Regions from separate parts of the Mus musculus genome. Here regions 1 and 3 are each linked to region 2. A link is a contact called in public HiChIP or PLAC-seq data. All regions are on one chromosome and are shown on one strand. The core of a region is the stretch at or near the end of the contact, and the rest is flanking DNA. Distances in the headings are between cores, read along the strand shown. Region 1 has its middle 41 kb from the start of E130114P18Rik. Region 2 overlaps Patj (PATJ, crumbs cell polarity complex component). Region 3 has its middle 73 kb from the start of E130114P18Rik.

Region 1 (3,403 bases), core at 3-2,502, 890 kb after region 2:
TGCCAAGAAGAGGGCTATCAATGTGGAAATGCTCATCCTCCTCGCTAAAGCTCTTCATAGTCATCTCTGAAGAGAAAAGCATATGATGGCTGTTTAGAACACTTCTGGACACTGTTGTTGGTCCTTGATCCCTCTCTAGCATTTTGTAACATGTTTGATGGTGTCTTCATTGTATCTTTCCATCTGTGTAAAAGTGCATTTTTCTTAAGTTCTGAGGCAACTTTGAGGCTAGTATCTGTTCAACAGTGCCCAGAGGAAGATGTTAGGAAATGTATAATTTGAAATAACAGCTTGCCACTTGCTAAGTTCAAGACATGTTACCTCTCATTGTTTCGTTTCTGTTTATAACTCAGATTGTGGATTTCTCCATGAAAGATTATATTTATCACTTTTGACTTCCCAAGATAAAGAGAGAGTCTGACTCTAAAAGTGCATTGATAACAATTTGTCAGTGTTAATAGATGTGAAGACATGTTCAACTGGAGTATCCAGTTAGTATACTAAGCCTAGCCATATATACTGCTAGGACCACCTTATTTTATAGAGGAAGACACTGAGACCAGATTTGGAGTTAATGATTCAGAATCATGAAGCTCTGTGTTATCAGGAAGAAGGGGGAGATTTTTAGATGGATCTGTAACCCCCAGAGTAGTAGGTTACATAACAAAACGTTTTATATCTAAACAAGTCTTTGTTGCGATGAAATGCTATTAACTTTGACACATCAAATTTTAGAACTTCTTTGACTGTTGGTATTAGCAAAGGACAGCAGGCAGTTGGAAGGGTCCAGGGGCAAATTACTGCCTTCACTCAGTTCATCCCCTGCCTCAGGCTGCTAGTGCTTCCAATCTTTGGACACGTTCCACAAAATACTGTTTGGAAAACATGGCTGCATTGACCCTCCTTGTTGCCTTTATTAGCTCTATAAATAACTAAACAAATTAACAAAAGAAGAAAAGAAACACATAGGCACACACAAACAGATGCATATGCAGATACACACTTAGATGCACACACAAGCACACACACAGGCACACACACAGGCACACAAAAAGACACACAGAAACTCACACATACAGGCACACACACACACACACACACACACACACACACACACACAGACACTCACTTCGACTCTCTTCTGAGCAGGAAGCTTTATCCACTTGGTAACCCCAGTTGAGATCAGAGGAGTCAGTGTCGTTTTCAGGCAGCAGTACAAAGTGATCATTCTTGCCCTTTTGACTGAAGACAGAGCAGTGGGGTGGGTCTTGCAGGACACATCTGCAGGGCTGTATCTCACAGGAAGTGGTTCAGCTCTTCAGAGATAAGTTTCATTGGGGAACAAAGAGGGATTTTGTTCACCACTTTAAGAATGGAGCATTGAACCTGGACAGGGCTTCTCAGTTCCTGCAGCTGACAACAAGGCAAAACCAACCCAACCTGCTCCTTCCCCTTCTGAACACAGGCAGAGCGCTTGCCGGATGGCCCTCCTCTCCCCTCCAGAGGTCGAGATAGTTTCCCCTGCACTTTCTTATACAATTTCTGCTACCTCATCACGTTCTTTAGAATCAGGCTTGGACATTTACACTTGTGTCCGTTTGACACTTTTTCATCCTCTTCGGGAATCTGCATAACTCAGCCTGTTGAGAATAAGAGGCCCTAAATAGCAAGTGCCATTGCTAAGGGTTTGATTTAGCCCAGTTTGCTTCGACCAAAGTACCATAATGATACAAATACAGACAGGACTTTTTGTTGTTGTTTTGGGGGAAAGGACACTGTGAGTCAAGACAGACTTTGTGTCAATGTTCATCCAGATCTTCAGCTATAGGTTTGATTTTGACCTTGAATGATTTGCTAAGATCTTTGTACCTCCTAATTTTCAAGGCAGGAAGGAGTACTCCCATTTTCTATTTGGCAGCTCTAAAGCAGCATGTTCAAGTGTTTTGCCTGATGGCCCATGACAAGTGAATGCTAAGGATGTCTGCGTAGGGTTCCTTATGTGTTCCAGGGAAGCTGGACTGCTGGTGCAGCAAGCACATGATTCTCAGCCCTGCATCTCCATCTCAGCTTCAGAGGCACAGGTCGGAGCATATTTGACTTTGTGGAAACTATACATTTCCTGTGAGATAATGAGGTGTGGTATGGAGGCAGGCAGGATTTATATGGCAGTTAAATGTAGTTTGGTATCCAACGTATGATTGCATTATTCACCATGGCATAGCAAAGTTCACCTCTGCCCCCTCACTTTTGGCTGGATCAGCAGATGTGGACCACGATTAAGGAAGCACTGTCAGATATTTCTTTATAGTCTCATTTTCCTACTCACCATTGCCTGCAATGCCCTTGCCTGTGGGAAAAGTGACAAAATAAACAAGCCCTTTCAAACCAGCTTTCTTCTTCTTGCTTTTAGGGAGTGATTTAGGCATGTAGATTTGCCCTGGGGGAGAATTATCATCCTTGGCACAATGCTTGTGGGAATGGGTTTCCTAAGCAGACTGCTAGGCAAAGTCTTAGGTCTCAGATAGGAAAATGAAATCCTGTGATATCATTCATGTAGCTAGCAATAACAGCAGAAGGTTAATGCATACTGATATTCCTTTTGTTTTTTTTTGTTTTGTTTTGTTTTGTTTTGTTTTGTTTTGTTTTGTTTTGTTTTTTCTAGACAGGGTTTCTCTGTGTGGCCCTGGCTGTCCTGGAACTCACTTTGTAGACTAGGCTGGACTCAAACTCAGAAATCTCCCTGCCTCTGCCTCCCGAGTGCTGGGATTAAAGACATGCACCACCACTGCCCTGCTCCGCTATTCTTATAAAAGGTGTTCATTGGCCTAATAAGACAATAAGAAGCAAGAACAAGGAGATAGAGGGTAAGAATATGACAAACCTTAGTTTCCTACTAAATAAATACAGGACAGTTACACACACGTAAATGCACAATTATAAATATAACTTTTGCAAGCTTCTTAGGTGTATATTTGCTTTGATGTTCACAGGTAGAATATTGAAATGTAGAATTTGGGCATCATTTGTCTCACAAAGCTAGTAGAAAGAAACTGGCCTTGAAATGTGGCATTAGACTGTGGGTTCGAGACATGAGGTAGGACTTAAACCCACAAGACCTAGGACCTGTGTCTTTTTTTTTTTTAAGATTTAGAAATTAGTTTATTGTCTTAGTTTTAAAAAAATTTTTATTAGGTATTTTCCTCATTTACATTTCCAATGCTATCCCAAAAGTCCCCCATACCCACCCCCCCACTCCCCTACCAACCCACTCCCCCTTTTTGGCCTTGGTGTTCCCCTGTACTGGGGCATATAAAGTTTGCAAGTCCAATGGGCCTCTCTTTCCAGTGATGGCTGACTAGGCCATCTTTTGATACATATGCAGCTAGAGACAACAGCTTCGGGG
Region 2 (3,440 bases), core at 780-3,279:
GGAATAGGTGTGACCTGGTTGGAATGCGTGTGGGCATAAGATCCTCACCCTAGTTGCCTGGAAGTCAGTCTTCCACTAGCAGCCTTTGGATGAAGACATAGAACTCTCAGCTCCTCCTGCGCCATGCCTGCCTGGATACTGCCATGCTCCCACCTTGATGATAATGGACTGAACCTCCGATCCTGTAAGCCAGCCCCGATTAAATGTTGTTTTTTATAAGACTTGCCTTGGTCATGGTGTTTGTTCACAGCAGTAAAACCCTAACTAAGACAGTAGTTATTGCATACTAATAAATATGTATTTGAAACACAATTAAACAAAAATACATTTGATGCTCTACTACCAAATATCTTATAATCTTAACCTTATGTTAAGATTACATTCAAAATTCCCCAATTAATTTAAATTTGGGGGGTATAGTATGAGGTTGGTGTTAATACTAGGAACTGAACCTAAGATTGGTGGTAGTACTAAGGATTGAACCTAGAGCCTCATTCATACTCTACAATGATAGTACATCCCTAGAAAAATAGCCCATCTGAAATTGCTAATGTGTCTCTACAGGATGAGCACCCATCAGATCTAAACTGCTTTTATATGGGTCGTTGGCTGCTACCTGATTGTTAGAATATTTGTAACTTTACAAAGTTCTTGATATAATATTGCCTTTATTGCATAGGTCTGAGTCTGACTGTGTATGCCACACCATATTAACTACAGAGAAGAAATTGTTAATAAGGTTGAAGTACTCCAAAGTAAAGGCTTTGAGCCTACCTGGTTTTTCTAAGGCTTGTACAGTGTTGTTTTTTAGATTATCCAGTCTTTCTCCAATTTCCTCTGCTTCCACACTCAAATTAGCTTCTGGTTTCGGGGATCCTGCTCGTTCTGGTACTTTAGGTGGTTCTGCAACAGTTTCTGAAATAAAAATTGTGACTTAAATCGCTAGTCCTGTTGGGGGTGGGGCCGCATGCAAATGGGCTGACTTCACTCTCATTCGTCCTTCCCAGGACCTGCTGCGCTGCATGAGATGCCAATACACTAAAGTGTTCTGTGAGGTAGTTAATCACAAAGATAGCTTGACAGTAGTCAAAGAAAGAGGAAGTAGAGAAAATGAAAGTGAAAAGGGTTGAACCACGACAAAACAGAGAGAGATGATTTACTATAGCTTTAGAAAGGAAAAGAAATAAGAAAGCAACAACTGGAAGGCTGTATGTTCTTGCTGATGTGGACAGGTATTAAGCCACATATGCAAATAGGCTGGACCATCAAGCCCGTGTGAACAGCCTAGCTAGCTCAGAGACTGGGGGTGGGAGAACTCCTCTAGGTGCAGAGAGAGCCTTCCCCCGCCCCCTTTCCTTAGCTGAAGCAAGTGAAATTCCGCAAAGTTGCCAGCAAACCACTAAGTGTGTCTTCAACAGAAGAAAGGCTGCACACGTCACACTTTACACAGTTGTTTTTTAATTCAACAGAAGAAAGGCTGCACACGTGACACTTTACAGAGTTGTTTTTTAATTCAACAGAAGAAAGGCTGCACACGTGACACTTTACACAGTTGTTTTTTTAATTCAACAGAAGAAAGGCTGCACACGTGACACTTTACAGAGTTGTTTTTTAATCCCATCATTTGAAAAGAATTTTTAAGATTTTAATATATCATTTTTAATGTGTACAGGTGTTTTTGCTTTCATGCATGTATATACATCAAGTTTGGGACTTTTGACTTCAGAGGACAGAAGAGTGTATCAAATCCCTTAAAACTAGAGTTATGAGTGGTCTCAACGACCGAGTTTCATGGGTGCTTCAAACCGAAGCTGGGTCCTCTGTAAAAGCTGCAAGAGTTTTAATCACTGAGCCATCTCTCCAGCTTTTTGTAAAAGGTGTAACCTGAGAGAAGACAGCCCCCACCTGGGGCCACAAGGTCCAGGTAGGGACGAACCCAAGATAATCACCAGCCTGGCACTACTAGGGCAGACTGGAAGCTAGCCTGAGACAACCACCAGTCCTGTGCCAGAAAGGCTCAGGCAGGCAGACCACACCCAAGATGACCTCAGCCCAGGGCCACACTGCATGGGCAGGGAACAGCATTGCTGAGACAAGCCCAGACCCCGAGACACCCTGGGTGCCACTAAGAGGAGCATGTAAATGGTAGAGAAATGGAAGAGAAAGAGAAGCAGAAGGAGGTGAGCGCGAGGAGACAGAACCAGGAAATCAAGGGTAGTGAGGAAAAGCCTGATAAGAGTAGCCAGTGATGCCACCGAAGATCATGATGACATCCTTGCCTGTGCTACCACTGAGGGCCATGTCTGGGTCCATGGCCCTGCAGCAGCAGGGCTCTGTTTCCAGGTAAATACCCCTGGTCTGGGCTGCCACTCAGTGCCCTGTTGATGACTGAGGCTGTGCAGGACTGGCTGATCCCTCACCTGGGTATCATGGGATAGCTGGCCTTAAGGGATGTGAGGGCAGGTGAACTGATCCCTCCCACCACCCAGAAAGCACGGTAGAGCTGGGAGGAAGAGTTGTGCGTTAGCAGAGCATGAGAGCGGGAGAGAGGGCCCTGGCACTCATCTCTTGTGCGGTGACACTGATGAGGAAAAGATGCCCTCCTTCCCCTACCCCCCTTGCCCCTTGCTCTTACCACCTGCAACAGGCAGGAGAGCTGGCTCTGCCCTTATCAGCTACAGCATTCAGGAGAGCAGACCCTGCCCCTTGCCAGGGCAACACAGGAGAGCTGACACTGACGTTGGGCCAGTGACTCACTGCAATGAACATTTACAAGCAAAGAAGTATGGACAAAAGTGTAGACTGTGGGACACGCTGTGACACACCACAGCTTCCACAGTATGATTTTTTTTTTTCCTTTTCGGGGAGACTGCAAGGGGGGAGGACAGGAACGAGAGGACCAGGAAATGAGCGAGATTGGGGTACAGAATGTGAAATTCACAAAGAACCAATAAAAAGTTTTAAAAACAAAAAGTACAAGGCTGCAAGGAAACATCAAATTCAGGTTGTGGCATTTTAGTGTCAAAGATTAACCCTTAGGAAAAGAAGAAGCAAGCACCGGGCGGGGGTCAGGGGCTCGTCTACGTTCAGAAGCCAGAATCACCACACATGGGATACGTGGTTTAGGAAGGGTTTTATGGGAGGAGTCAAAAGGAATAGGAAAAGAAAATACAAATGACATTTTAGAGCAACTGGGAAACCTATGTGTGATGTGTGTGGGTGTGTCTGTCTGTCTGAGACCATGCACATACGATCTGTGTTGGTGTGCCTGCACACGGAGGCTGGGGAAGGATTTCTTGAGAAACCTGGACCTACGCTGGCAGTCAAGAAACCCCAGCAATGTTCCTGCCTCCGTATCTCGCAATGCTGGTTTACAAGCACAAGTGCAGCCATGCTCAGTTTCTTGCATGGATTTGGGGAATATGCATCAGGTCTTCATG
Region 3 (3,678 bases), core at 313-2,812, 780 kb after region 2:
AAAGATGTGTGGTTTTCTTCATTTTCCAAGTTAATCAGGAGGGGTCTGATGGCTGCTGCTTTTCAAGATCTGGGTCAGAAAGCTACCTTGAGAATCTATCTGAATGAGAAAACTCTTTCTGAAGTGTAGGCATGAAGATACACTTGTGGCCCTGGTAAAGCTGAGACATTTGTCTGCAGTGCTGGCCCCTGGATTGGGTCTGGATGGGGCTGGCTGGATGATGGGTTGCTGGGAAGTTGCAGGGTAAGCGCTGGCCAACAGCAGGAGCCTGGCTGATTTTAGACTAAATTTTATATTCCCTCACATGTCCATGCCATGAGCTAATAGTTATTTTTATCACATCCCTGTTTCCTCAGTGGACACTTCTGGTATGGAATACCACCTCCTGGGTTCTGATTCGGAGAATCGTCCAGGATGTCAGTCTTGGGTAATACCATCCTATTTAGTTTTTTTCCCCCCACCCAGGTATAGACTATGGGCAAACCACTACACAGTACGGAACCCTTCAGGGCCCAAGATAATAGACTGATGGCTTAAAGATCCCTGCCCCTACAGTCCAGATACTTTTGTTATACAAATGTGCTCTAGAAATGATTTATTTCTGCCCCCCCCTTTGCTTTTGGACAAACACCAAGCTTCACCTACCTCTTCTTCTGGAAGAAAGCTGAGCTCCTTCAGTGAAGGTCTACCTGCTACAGGATTCCTTATCTAAGGGGTTTTGAGAATGAGTGATGCTATGCTCATCTAATATGTGGGAAAATAAATACAAAGCAGAGATTGCTTCATAGCTCATAAATGCAGGAACAGTACTCAAACGTGGCTAATCCTAAACTACCATCCCAAGGGATGTCACTTGGGGATGACCCCAGTGTTAAGAGGAGCAGGAAGAGAGTGAGAAGTTGTCTTTGGAAAAGTCAGAAAGGATCATTTACATCTACTTTTGCACTATCTCACTCTTCCTTAGCAACCCTCTTATGGGATGGGGCCCCGGGGAAAATGACTGTCCTGGGATCTTCCTGGCAGTATCTATCCAGCAAGTCTAGGACTCCCTTTTGGGTCACTTTGGTTCTAAAGCTGATTGTTTGATTTCGGCTCATCCTATACCATTTCCCAGTACTCACTTAAAATAGAGTCACATTCCAAAAGAGCCGTGAGAGTTTGTGTATGCCCTCAGAACAATTCTCATACCCAGTTTTCCACATGAAGCAGCTCAGGTTTCCTGTGCAGAGCTAGGGAGAGTAAAGGAAGTGGGGACATAGGTCTCCCATGCAGAGCTTCAGCAAATACTCCAAGTCACTTGCTTAATATATTAAACTTATATACACATACAACACACACACACACACACACACACACACACACACACACACACACACACACACACACATACACATACACACACACACACACACACACACACACACACACACACGAGTCTTTTGCAGTTGTGGTTAAAGGTAATTTAAAATATGTTCCAGATGTGGCTAGCGGGCAGTTAGGCAGGTCTACAGGCATGGGGAAGCCCCACCATGTGTGTACTCAGCACCCCAGGCTGCTTCAGGAAGTGGGTCTATAGACTCAAAGGTAACAAGCTTCCTTTCCCCTCTGGCTGGAGGAAATGGGATGGGGCGTGGAGCTGCAGCTGTTTTGAACTGGCTGGCTGGGAGGTGGAGCTCTACTCTTCCTGATTCTTCTATATATGGTACAGCTGGTGCTTTTGGAGTTAGACTTGGGTATTCTGAAGCAGTAAACTTGATCTTCTAAATAACTTGATTCCTCTAAATCTCAATATTCTTCTCTGTAAAATGGGGACCATCATTTGCCCTTGAAGAGTTTTTTTCTGAAATAAAAGATGAACTGTGCAAAGAACCTAGAACAGGAAACTAAACTATCATGTCATTATTTCTGGATAGGAATAATAAAACCAAGAGCTTTTAGCCTTTTTCCTTTAACAGTTCCCAAGTCCTAAAAGAAAATGGATCCCAAAGAATATTTTTAACTTCCCTCAGTCATGCCGACAGAGGTGAATGCCAATTGCTCTCCATGAAGAGGAGGTAGCAAGGGTATGATGGGGGATATAGAGGTTGCAGGGAGAGGAGAGAGACATCAGCAGCTGTGGAGAAGGGGAACTTGGGAGTTGCAGAGATATTTGCAAGGATGCATTACAGGAGGCTGTGCTTGGCTATGTGAAATGTCTTCCCTTCACCTCCATCTAGACCCTGTACTTCCAGGTTAGGGTTTGTCATTCCCGTTAATGACAAGCCCAACAACTCAAAGGTGGAGCCAAGTAGTTCAGTCTTCTTTATGTTACTTTCAAGAGTCTCTATATTGTGTATGGGTGTTCCACATTCTCCTGCGGTTGATCAGTACACATGAGGTCATTTCTGACTGTTGCTATGAGGGTACCTGATCTGGAGTAAAAAGAATCATTTACCTCCTGTCTACCTGGAACAGATCTGACAATGACCTCCAGATCCACCCCAGGGAAGGCTGAGGCGAGTCTTGAAGGTTGATATGGGATATGACACATATGCACATGAGATCATATTGGGATCTCTAGACTCATCCTTGGTCCCGACCTTGGCCACTTCCTGTGGTCTCTCTACGCTTCAGGTTTTTTAAATGAGAGGCAGCAGTGCTGACTGCTGGGTTGTTTAGAAGAGAACTATTGTCCAAAGTGTTTCATTAATGATGCTGTGCTGGAAATGCCAGCTCTCCTGCCACCACCTCTCACTGCTTACAGATTTTAGTATTGATCTTGGATAGATTAAAGAAAAAAATGGAGTGTTTATATTAAACACCATATAGGACATAGAGACTTTTAATGTCCTGTAACACTCATTTCCAGTAAGGAGAAAATGCAAGGCTTTCTGAAATGAAACACTCTTCTGAGGCAGTTATTTGAACTTAATTTTACTACCTGCCTTGTGTAGACAGGGCTTTTCTATGGGGAGTAAATGACTCACCCCGCAAGCTTTTCCAACAACAGTGAAAAGTTATAGCTATTTGATTTCCCCAATAAAGAGTTACTAGCAGTAATAATCCCAGAGAATATTAGGCAAGGCACTGTGATCTCCATTCTCAGGCCCAAACTCAGTGGCACTAAATATTTTATAATATTTTCCAGATAAACTAAGCAGAGGTGGCACATGGGGCTCTGAGCACATGGGGCTCTGGGATGGGGTTGTGGCTGACTCATGGAGTCAGTTCATTCACCTCTTGGTCATCCTGGCATGGGCAGATTTGAACTAGCTGTTGGAAAGAAGTCTCAAAGCTAGAGCTGCAAGTTTCAAAGCTCAAACCAAATACCAACCCTAAACTCTTACTCGGAAGCCTCTTTCCTAGTTACGGTATCTAATAGCGCCATTATCATCTTCCCAGTCTCCAATACTCGAGGTTTTAGTATGGCAAGCAGTACCACCCGCTGTCTTCCCAAGGCCAGTCCAGACAGAGTTGTGTGTAACCAGGCAAAGCATCTCTTAGCATTTGCTGTTTGTCACGCTCTTTCCATGGCTGCAGCTGCTGCCTGATTCAGACCCTCCTCGTGGATCCTGGTGGTTTCCCTTGTTTCTGTTGATCTCATTTGGTTCTAGATCTTCTGCCCATCTCCAGAGGCCTGTTGGGTCATTCTGCTTTCCCATGTGCCATAAAGATTCTGTAAAGAACAGGTATGCACAT

The links. HiChIP or PLAC-seq counts read pairs in DNA pulled down with a chosen protein or histone mark.
Region 1: a contact with region 2 is called in an H3K27ac HiChIP or PLAC-seq map of regulatory T cell precursor, with 7 times the contacts expected there. The contact joins two enhancer-like sites. A contact is called at or near these places in 1 of 484 Hi-C or Micro-C datasets (LSK cells) and 3 of 115 datasets of contacts at active chromatin or transcription factors (large pre-B cells, microglia and regulatory T cell precursor).
Region 3: an H3K27ac HiChIP or PLAC-seq map of double positive thymocytes shows a contact between it and region 2, with 4 times the contacts expected there. The contact joins two enhancer-like sites. A contact is called at or near these places in 5 of 115 datasets of contacts at active chromatin or transcription factors (double positive thymocytes, large pre-B cells, memory CD8 T cells and 2 more).

The regions. Positions count from the first base shown.
Region 1 is chr4:97,542,125-97,545,527 of GRCm38.p6, reverse strand. No RefSeq gene overlaps it. Among named protein-coding and RNA genes, the nearest start is that of E130114P18Rik, 41 kb to the left of the region's middle. Within about 2 kb of position 1,252, at least 41 of the 459 cell types and tissues checked have an H3K27ac peak or open chromatin away from gene starts, as enhancers often do. A contact at or near this core is called in LSK cells and regulatory T cell precursor, where this site is marked.
Region 2 is chr4:98,434,805-98,438,244 of GRCm38.p6, reverse strand. It overlaps Patj (PATJ, crumbs cell polarity complex component), which reads right to left. Exons shown (of 44, transcript NM_172696.2): 12 at 775-915. Among named protein-coding and RNA genes, the nearest start is that of Patj, 41 kb to the right of the region's middle. Within about 2 kb of position 2,029, at least 153 of the 459 cell types and tissues checked have an H3K27ac peak or open chromatin away from gene starts, as enhancers often do. A contact at or near this core is called in LSK cells, double positive thymocytes, memory CD8 T cells and 2 more, where this site is marked.
Region 3 is chr4:97,655,650-97,659,327 of GRCm38.p6, reverse strand. It overlaps a transcript of Nfia not described here. Among named protein-coding and RNA genes, the nearest start is that of E130114P18Rik, 73 kb to the right of the region's middle. Within about 2 kb of position 1,562, at least 48 of the 459 cell types and tissues checked have an H3K27ac peak or open chromatin away from gene starts, as enhancers often do. A contact at or near this core is called in double positive thymocytes, memory CD8 T cells, regulatory T cell precursor and 1 more, where this site is marked.